Regions from separate parts of the Columba livia genome. Here region 1 is linked to region 2. A link is a contact called in public Hi-C data. All regions are on one chromosome and are shown on one strand. Each heading gives the region's core, a stretch centred on a gene start, on an enhancer-like site or on the middle of the called end of the contact. The rest is flanking DNA. Distances are from core to core; before and after follow the strand shown. Region 1 holds the start of CREG1 (cellular repressor of E1A stimulated genes 1). Region 2 holds the start of GABRR3 (gamma-aminobutyric acid type A receptor subunit rho3).

What was found. A called contact is a pair of places that touch in the nucleus more often than the background predicts.
Region 1: a contact with region 2 is called in a Hi-C map of crop, with 2.6 times the contacts expected there. The contact joins the promoter of CREG1 here to the promoter of GABRR3 in region 2. A contact is called at or near these places in 2 of 2 Hi-C or Micro-C datasets (crop and liver).

Annotation. Positions count from the first base shown.
Region 1 is chr1:125,489,128-125,493,553 of bColLiv1.pat.W.v2, forward strand. CREG1 (cellular repressor of E1A stimulated genes 1) reads left to right here and starts at 2,989. Exons shown (of 4, transcript XM_005502613.4): 1 at 2,989-3,358. The coding sequence starts at 3,065.
Region 2 is chr1:125,267,037-125,271,571 of bColLiv1.pat.W.v2, forward strand. GABRR3 (gamma-aminobutyric acid type A receptor subunit rho3) reads right to left here and starts at 1,733. Exons shown (of 10, transcript XM_021287783.2): 1 at 1-1,733. LOC102088728 (a long non-coding RNA gene) reads left to right here and starts at 2,240. Exons shown (of 5, transcript XR_010475457.1): 1 at 2,240-2,451.

The DNA of each region.
Region 1 (4,426 bases), core at 1,739-4,238, 220 kb after region 2:
GAAGAGGACAGACAGAGCATGATGATACACTTGCCAGGATGGAGATCTTGCCCACTTTCTGGCTAAAATATATGTTCTCTGGAAACACAGCCCCCAGATTCAGCCTGTGGACCATTGCATGTAAACCACACTGAAATTAAGATTGTTCCATGAACTGGCCAGCCCCTGGAGGGAGTAAACTGGCTCAATCTCTGGTGAGATATTACTGTCTACTTACTGGTTTTGTAATGTAAACAAGCATATGAGTTGAAAAGGAGAACTAGTGGCTAGCAATACTTTCTTGACCTTGTTATGCAAGGATGCTAGGAGCCCCTAAGCTTATTGCACCACAACAGAGAGAATCCTTCTCCTTTCTCTGAGATCTAGCTGAGGAAGTGAGAGAGCCTGGAGATTTACTTTGTATCACATAATTTCAGAGCAAGCTGAAAGAATTAAAGACCTTATCCCTTACCCTACAGGTTCACCCGATACTACACATCCAAGAAAGGTGGGACCAAAACAAGCTCCCTTTGTCTGGTGCAATGTGCAAGACAGTCTATACACTGGTGTGCACTGCCCACTGCAGAGAGTACTCAGCCTAATAAATCCTGCTTTCTGTAGCAGAAAGCCAATTCTGTTTGCTTCCATAAATCCTGTTGAGTGCTGAATTCCCACCAGACTCATCAACCCAAATCCTGCAGGAGGCTGGGTTTGGGCAGCAGCACCCCTTGGCAGCTGCAGGCTAGGATAGCTGCAGACTGGGATGGCTGCAGATGTGCCACAAGGCTGTAGGGGCAGGAGGAGGTGAGGAAAACTTGGCAGACTTTGTTTGAATGGGTCGTTTTCTCTTGGTCCCTGAGATTCCACTGCATGGTCCCAGTAGTGGCAGGGGGAGTGGGGGATGATCTTCTGCAATCTCCACAAAGGTCACTTTGACTTTCTTGCCACAGAGGCCGTGCAGCTCCAGAAGCATGTACCCTTCCTGGCAAAGGAGGGACAGCCACATTCAGCAAATACACACTGTTAATAAATCAAAACTGCAGAACAGAAAAATTTTTATCCTGTCTGCATATTTCTTTTCTGAAACAAAAGAAAAAAGAATTGCCAGCTCTTCTTTCCACATCCCCTTTATCTTCTATCCTTTCCATCCTTTTTTTCCCCTGTGGCATATGTTACTTCCACATACTCTCCACAACATACCCTTTTCCTGTTCTGATCCCACCAACCATGTCCTGGCTGCTCCCTGTCACACTCTCCTATTCCCTAGTAAGATAATTCACACACTTATACCCCCCACCTCCCTCTGCCACTCGACCCTTTGACTGCATCAAGTAAATACTGACCCCTCCCCAGGTTCTCAGAGGGCAGGGCTGCTTGAAAATTGAGAGGAACAAGACATTTCTGTGTATGCATGCATGGGTTGGTGGGGAGGGAATAAAGGAAGCTATAATGTCTCAGTTTTAGTTAGCAAAATCTCTAACAAAAAGCGTTTGTTGCAGCTTGTCTTCCTCATCCTTTTCTCTTTCCTAAGCTGTTTCCTCTAGACCATTTAAATCCCATTCTTCCTTACTCTTTTCACTCCTGCAGATCAGCTGCTTTTTCCCTTTGATATGCTCCATTCTGGCCCCGCATCTAAATATTTTGTGTAATCCTACATACATAAAATCAACCTTTTGCGTAGCCTCTTACCTCACACCTCACTCCTTTTCTTGCCCTATTTTTCTCCTTAGCAGTTTGCCTTTGTGCCCCTACCATGAACAAAGCTGCTTGTATTGCCTGACTTCGTTGCTGTAGCAGTTGCTACTCGCAAGCTCAGCTGCCTCCCTGAGCTGGGTGACTCTACATCAGGGGTTCAGAGCAGCCCTTTTTTGCTTTTCAGTTATAACAAACCACGGGTTTCTTCTGAGCATTGGCAGGAGAGGGCAGCAGCAGAGGAAGGCTCCGTGTGTTGGTGCCAGGGAGGGAAAGCTGGGCCCTGTGTGTGCCCTGCAGGCAAGGGGAACACTGGAGGAAAAATTATTTTGTTCTGCATGTACTGCAACAACAGGACAGCACATAAATGGTAGGGAATGGATGCGTGATGTGTTTGCCTTCCTGAATTCACCCCAACAAACTCATTCGTCTGGCCTGCTATCAGCTATGGGTGCTACTGGGGACCTGGGGACAAATGATATTCACACAAACTTAATTCGTGTTTCTTTGTGCTAATAGAGTACAATGCTATGTACATAGAGTTGACATATTTGGTAAGATTGAAGTGGAAAAACTGAAAGCTCCCATCTCTTGAGAGAAGTTGAACAAAGTTTCAAAATTACCCCAGTTAAAAAGATTTCTTTATACAAATCTTTGTGAGGTGACTGAGCACAAGGCCACAGACAGAATGAGGCATACCGCACTATTTACCCTGTAAGCGATGCATTGAAGGCCAGGAGGTTGTTCAACTAGCAAAACCAGGTCTTGTAGAAGAGGTGGTTTTGACATATATCCTGCAGTTTTTAAGTGGTGGGACTTCAGCTATGCGCAGTGGCAGATGATCCTATGAGCTTTAGGGTCCGAATCACTTTCAGACACACCCCGTTCGGTGTAATTAAATGACCGGGTTTTCCTCCAGGATGGCCGCGTCCCGTCAGCGCCCCCCACAGCCCAACGGCTGCTACTGCGCCCCCATGCAAGTCACGGGAGGGAGCGAGCCGCTCCTACCGGCCGCCCGCGAAACATGATTGGCAGAGAGTTCTGAAGAGGCCTTTCATTGGCTGCTGGGCTAGGCGTGGCTCCGCCCCCTCTCCCTCCGATCGCGACGGCGGGGCAAAGCTGTCAGAGGTTGTTTACAACTCACGGGAGCGGGTGGGGTAGTCCCCGCCTCCCAGCAGCTCTCATTGGCTGAGGAGAGCAGGCATCGCGAGCCCGTTGGCTGACAGCGGACAAGGTAATTTCGCACTCGCAAGGTTGTCCGCGGCGTGCCCTCATTGGTGAAGGAAGGCGGGCAGGTTTGTTCCGATTGGCAGAGAGCTGAGGGGTCCGCCCCTCCCCGCGCGGGGCAGGGTGCGTGTGGGCCGGTGTTTGCGGTGCCCGGCAGTCGGTAGCGATGGCGGACGGGTGCGGGATGGCGGGGTCCCTGCTCCTGTGCACGGCGGCGGTGCTGCTGCTGGCGGCCGGCGGGGCCATTCCGCCGCCGGAGGAGGCGGCGCGCATGGCGCGCTTCGTGCTGCACAACTGCGACTGGGGGGCGCTGGCCACGCTCTCCGCGCAGGAGGGGCTGCGCGGCCGCCCCTTCGCCAACATCTTCTCCCTCAGCGACGGGCCCCCCGGGCGCCTCAGCGGCAGCGGCGTCCCCTACCTTTACCTGACCGACATGGAGATCTCCGTGCAGGACCTGGTGGTGAGTGGCAGCAGCCGAGGCTCGGCCAAGGGCGAGGGGGTTTTGCCTTGTCTCCCAGCCGGGGAAGGAGGGCTGGGAGGGCTATCCCGATATAAATAGCGACCCCAATAAAGGAGACTTTAAAGTATGCAGGTTACTAGTGCGATGTTATATTTTCCTCTGTTGCCTGAGCTTTTAATCTCAGTAGCAAGTAGCGGTTGGAATTTCCTTTGTAGGAATCGCGGTTCGCACCAGCATTTTCTGGAGGTAAAGCAGTGGTGCTCACTGGCTGTGCCACGGGTGTCACCCCACTTGTGAACCCTAGGGACAACTATTAGCCCTTCATCATCTAAATGTGAGGTGGTGCTCTCTGCGTGGACACTCAGTAGTCCTCCTGAGAAGTTCTTGCTGATCGTGGTCAGAAACATTTCTAAGCAGCACTCTGGTAAAGGAAGTGGCTGAAGCTTCTAGGAGCACTGACCAAGGAAATGAGGGGCCACAAAATATTTAAACAGGGAGAACTTCTCAAAAACACGTCAAAAGCTCTGGAAAATGGCAATGTGGGGCTTGAGCAAAGAGGGCTTCTACACAGACTACAGAAGGAAGAGTAATTCAATCTCTGGAGTTTACTGTAAAGGCAAGTGCACCATGAAAGGCAGCAGACTGATGCTGAGGCTCCGAGTGTGTGTAATTGGCTGTGGTCAGGGGCGAGTTGGCGAAAAAGTAAGGGAAATAGCGATTGTATGCCTCTTTTATTAGAAAGCTTTTTTTTTTTTTTTTTCTCTCTAGTAACTATTATAGTATTAGTAAAACACAAAACTTAAATAATGGAATTTTTTCAGACTTTGTTTTACCATAAACCTTTTTTTGTTCCCTGTGAAGGTTTAGTTTTTACTTCCGAAGAGTTTAATTGTGTGCTGTAAAAAAAACTAATTTATCTTGTGTAATCTTCTCCACCCCATACATAAGCTTGTGTTTTCAGAATAATGTAAAAATAATGGTATAAACTGCTAATGAACATTTTCCTTCAGAAGGCTCCTCAACAGATCCTTATTCTGCTGTTAGAGGGCAGAAACATTTGACTGTCAC
Region 2 (4,535 bases), core at 483-2,982:
CCTTTCTCTCCACAGACTGAAACAAGGATTCAGCAACTGTGTTTACTCTTTTCTTACTGCCACACTGATGTTTATTAAGCATTCGCTGCAAAGGGGATATCAGAACATGCCCAGTTTGTTGTCCAGGAGTCAACAATGCCTCTGATGGGAATTAATTTATGAAATGTACTGCATCTCTACAAAACTCCTTTTCTGTCACCAATGAACATGAGAAGAAAAAAAATGTTGAACAGTGGGAAAAAATGTGCCTTTCAGCTTTGGCACTGCAAACTTTTTTTCATTTTACAGTCAAAACAAAGACAGATTTATTGATTCAAGTCTGATCTCTATTGGTCATAAAACAGCTTCAGAAGCCATCAGGCACCATTTAGGGTGGCTGTTTTCCAGGCTTTTCTTTCCCATTTATAACTTCCAGAGAAAAATATGTTAACATCACAGAGCAGGTGCTCATTTCAAACTGGGAAGCCGATTTTAACTATCTGAATTGTATTCTTAAGTAAACACACATTTAAATTTTATATACTTATGACTTACTAAGGGATACCCATATTTGGGTTTTCTGAGGTTTTACAACCTGTTTTCATAGTAGCTGCCAAAAGAATGTATTTCTAAATCAATTTGAACAATCCATGTTTCCTGTCAGTGAATGAAAAAAAGGCTATTTTTTTCTACATATTTGAATACCTTACAAGGTAGAATGGGCAAAGGACTGAAACAGACACATAGAGAAATAGAGGGAATAAGCAATATTTGAAATAAACTGCTAAAAATAAATAAATTCAGGTTGGTGTGTTCCAGAAACAATAATTCAAAGAGAAAGCATCTGTCCAACAAGAATATTTCCCTGGAGAATTTACAGGTAGTGCTACTGTTCAGTTTCTTCAGTTTCTCTGTCACATACTCTTTTGACACTTGGGTATTGACAAAAGCTTGAAGGAGAGGGAAGCAAAGTGATGGACAGCAGCAGTGAAGGTTGGTTTGAAATTTGCTCGATGTGTGAAAATGTCTGTTCCTGGTAAGAACTGTTCCTTCCCATAATTTCAAATAATAAAAAAAAAATCCTAAATCAAGGCAGAAATAACCAGGATGGAAGTGGGAGGAGAAAAAGGTTTATTCTATCTGCGGAAAACTTCCATGTGCTGGCAAGTCACTCTCCCAGTCACCAGAGCCTCGAGCCAGACTGTCCCACAAGACGGCAAGAATGGTGATACCGCTGATCGCACTTGCCAGTGGGGAAGAGTTCACCCCGCCTGTCCAAGTGCCGCACAGTGGCTATTGAAAGACAAGGCGATGCAGGCATTCAGCAGGTCTGTTTCCTTCCTGTGACTGACAAGTGAAGCCAGTAGGAATGTGGATAAAATCAAATCAGATTTCTGAGTTCTTGCCTGAGCTCCAGCTCTTCTGTTCATTTTTTCGCTGTTAACATAAAGATAGTTCCATACTAATGTTTGGGCTGTGAGCTACAATACAGGTATCCTAGATACGCCATGTTCCGTCTGTAAAAGGTACCTCAAGTATAGCTGAGATCGCAAACAAAATGGAGCACCTTCACTGCAATATCACCCCTGCTGTGACACTTTGAACGCAGAAATGTTAACCCAGTAATTGCCTTGAAGTGCAGGAAAAGATATGGGGGATACCAGAATACGTGTACATGGTTTCTATAAGAGCATTAAGAGTCTGCCTCGTCTCAAAAGGAGAGACAGGTAGATGCCCACAGAAAGAAAGAGCAGGACATCAGCTTTTTAAAGCCACACAAAGATGTACCTTTTCAGAGCTAAATATGGATGCCCCAAGATAAATGGAAGTTTCGACAACCTGTCAGCACACAGATCATTATTTGCATGTAATATGACAGATACACACAAGGGTAGGCACCAGGATACACAGTAGTACAAGTCACTCACAAATGTGTACATATAATATGTGGAAAATGTAGCAAGATGGGCACAAACAGAGACAGAGGAAATGGCAGAGAGTCAGACAAAAAAAAAAAAAACATGCAGAGAAATCTCTCTCCCAGCTCTGCCTCCTCGCACAGCCATGTCTGACCACTATGGGAAACAAGACAGACAAACTCTCTCTTTATCTCTGTGACGGGGTTGGTCACTATTTTGCAACTATTTTCCTTCCCCCCCCCCCCGCCACGAAGTGTCCTCAGGCAGTGCTTTCTCTTTCGAGGCCACAAAATAAACGGCCGCAGAACGCCGCGTCCCGCCACGGCGGTGACACGAGAGGATCGCGGTGACCGTTTTGGGGCGAGGTGGGGGGGATTCCCGCCTGTACAGAGATGGAGGTTGGGAAATAACGGTCGCTGCCGGCGAACGGCCGCAAGATGGCGCCGCCAGCCGCGTCTGCGGGTCAGCGCGTCCACGCACAGGTGCGGGTGTCCGGTAACGGGCGGCCCTGTGGCTCCGGGCTTGCGGCCTCCCTTCTGCTCCACCGGCTCTGGTGAGGAAGGTTGGGGGCGGCAGGAAGGTCTGGGGAGGGGGAAAAAGAGAGCAAATGGACTCCGCTGGAGGCAGGTGGAGCGCGGGGAAGAGCCTGCTGGAGGGGGAGGGATCGTCGTGTGGAGGATGATGTGAGCCGATGTGTATTTAGCTCCGGGCTCCCCACTTTACGAAAGACAAGGAATTACTGGAGGGAGTCCAGCGGCAGGCTACAACGATTATTAGGGGCCTGGAGCATGTTTGTAGCCCACCCGCTACTGAGACTGAGGGCTGGGTCTGTTCAGCCTGGAGAAGAGAAGGCTGAGAGGGCATCTCATCAATGCTTATAAATATCTCAAGGGTGGGTGTAAAGAGGATGGACCAGACTCCTTTCAGTGGTGCCCAACAATAGGATGAGGGGCAACAGGCACAGGCTGAAGCCCAGGAGGTTCCATCTGAAAATGAGGAGAAACTTCTTTACTTTGAGGGTGCCAGAGCACTGGAACTGGCTGTCCAGAGAGGCTGTGGAGCCTCCATTCAAGACCCACTTGGACACATTCCTGTGTGATCTGCTCTGGGTGAACCTGCTTTAACAGGTGGGTTGGACTAGATGATCTCCAGAGGTCCCTTCCAACCCCAACCATTCTGTGATTCTGTGAAAAGCCTTATGAATGCTAGCAAGTGGTCTGAGCTGGGAATTTTCAGAAAGTATAAACTGAGAAAAAGAAGGGGATGGCAGCAGGGAAAGAAAGAAAGAAAAAGCAACAAAAAAGGCGATTTTGAGGCTGGTGAAATGTCCTAGTTTGGCCAAGGGGTGCCTGGTTGACAAGTTCTTGTTCAGTAGTCTGTCTTCACCAGTGTTTTTGCCACAGGTTGACCAGAGCAGGTTCCCTGACATTCCTGACAGAGACTAATTTCCAACCCCTTAGTGCAAGAATAAGACAGGCACTGGTAACCATAATTTAGTCTTAATTCCTTCGGTAGTCTTTGGTATGTTATATGGTACAAGAGACCACTTGAAGTCACTTAAAATGGAAATAAAGGTAGCGGCCTCATAAAGTGTGACAGAAAGCTGTAGGTGAACAGATGTGCTTTAGATGGATTGGAAATAAGGACACTAGAAAAAGGCAAAGACATTCATTAGTAAGAAATGAGCACAACTCTCCATGAGTAATTTAGTATTGGTAATAGCCTAATTACCTTATCTAGCTTAAGAATATTTTAGTTAGTGGTGGTACACAGGAGGAGTCTGCTCAGAAATGGTGTTCCCTAGCTACAGAGACCCAGTCTTAAAGCATCAGCATCCATAAGAGCCTGCAGCAGGGAGCTCTGCAGCCTCATTACCCAGCCTGGGAATGAATATAATACTTCCTCCTTGTCTTGAACCTGCCACTGCCACCGCCTTTTACTGTAATTCTTTGTGTGTTGTTTTGTTCCTTATTTACTTGTGATTGTGTGGGAGATCTTAAGTAAAATATTTTATTAACTGCCTTTTCTCTGAATCCTTGTAATTCACGTTGCGTGTAGGGGGATGCAGGCCCCAGTCCAGACTCTGGTTTGTGCTGTCAGCCTCAAACACACACTCTGTTGTATAACCTGACCCAGACGGAGTGTCCTCCTGCCGTATGGCCCCTGCCAGGTTATGTAAGGTGACACACCATCTGCACTGACAGCTGTGACCTGATGCAGGTGGCATCACTCTGTAGTGCATGTTAAGAGGGAAGAGCCTCCTTACAGCCCATGTCCTTTTTTCACTTTTAATCTGATCACTTTAGCACAAGGTGTTCCTGGAGACTCAGCAATGGCCTTCATCTGTCACCAGTATTAACAGGAGTGTCAAGATATATACAGTGGAAATGAACACCGTAGATTTGCTGATGTGGAAATCATTTAGAGGCCACTGTAGTAGGCATTTTTGCCCCCAAACTTCAAAAGTTGTCAGGTGCAAAAATTCAGGATGATTTGAAGACAAGTGATTTTAAATAGCAGAGATAAAATACTATTTTGCTTGCCTTCTACTTTGTTAGTCTTGAGTGGTCACATTTAAAAGCTTTGCCAATAACATGAGTAAACAAAGTTTTGTTTTACAGGGAGCATGCGTCTGCC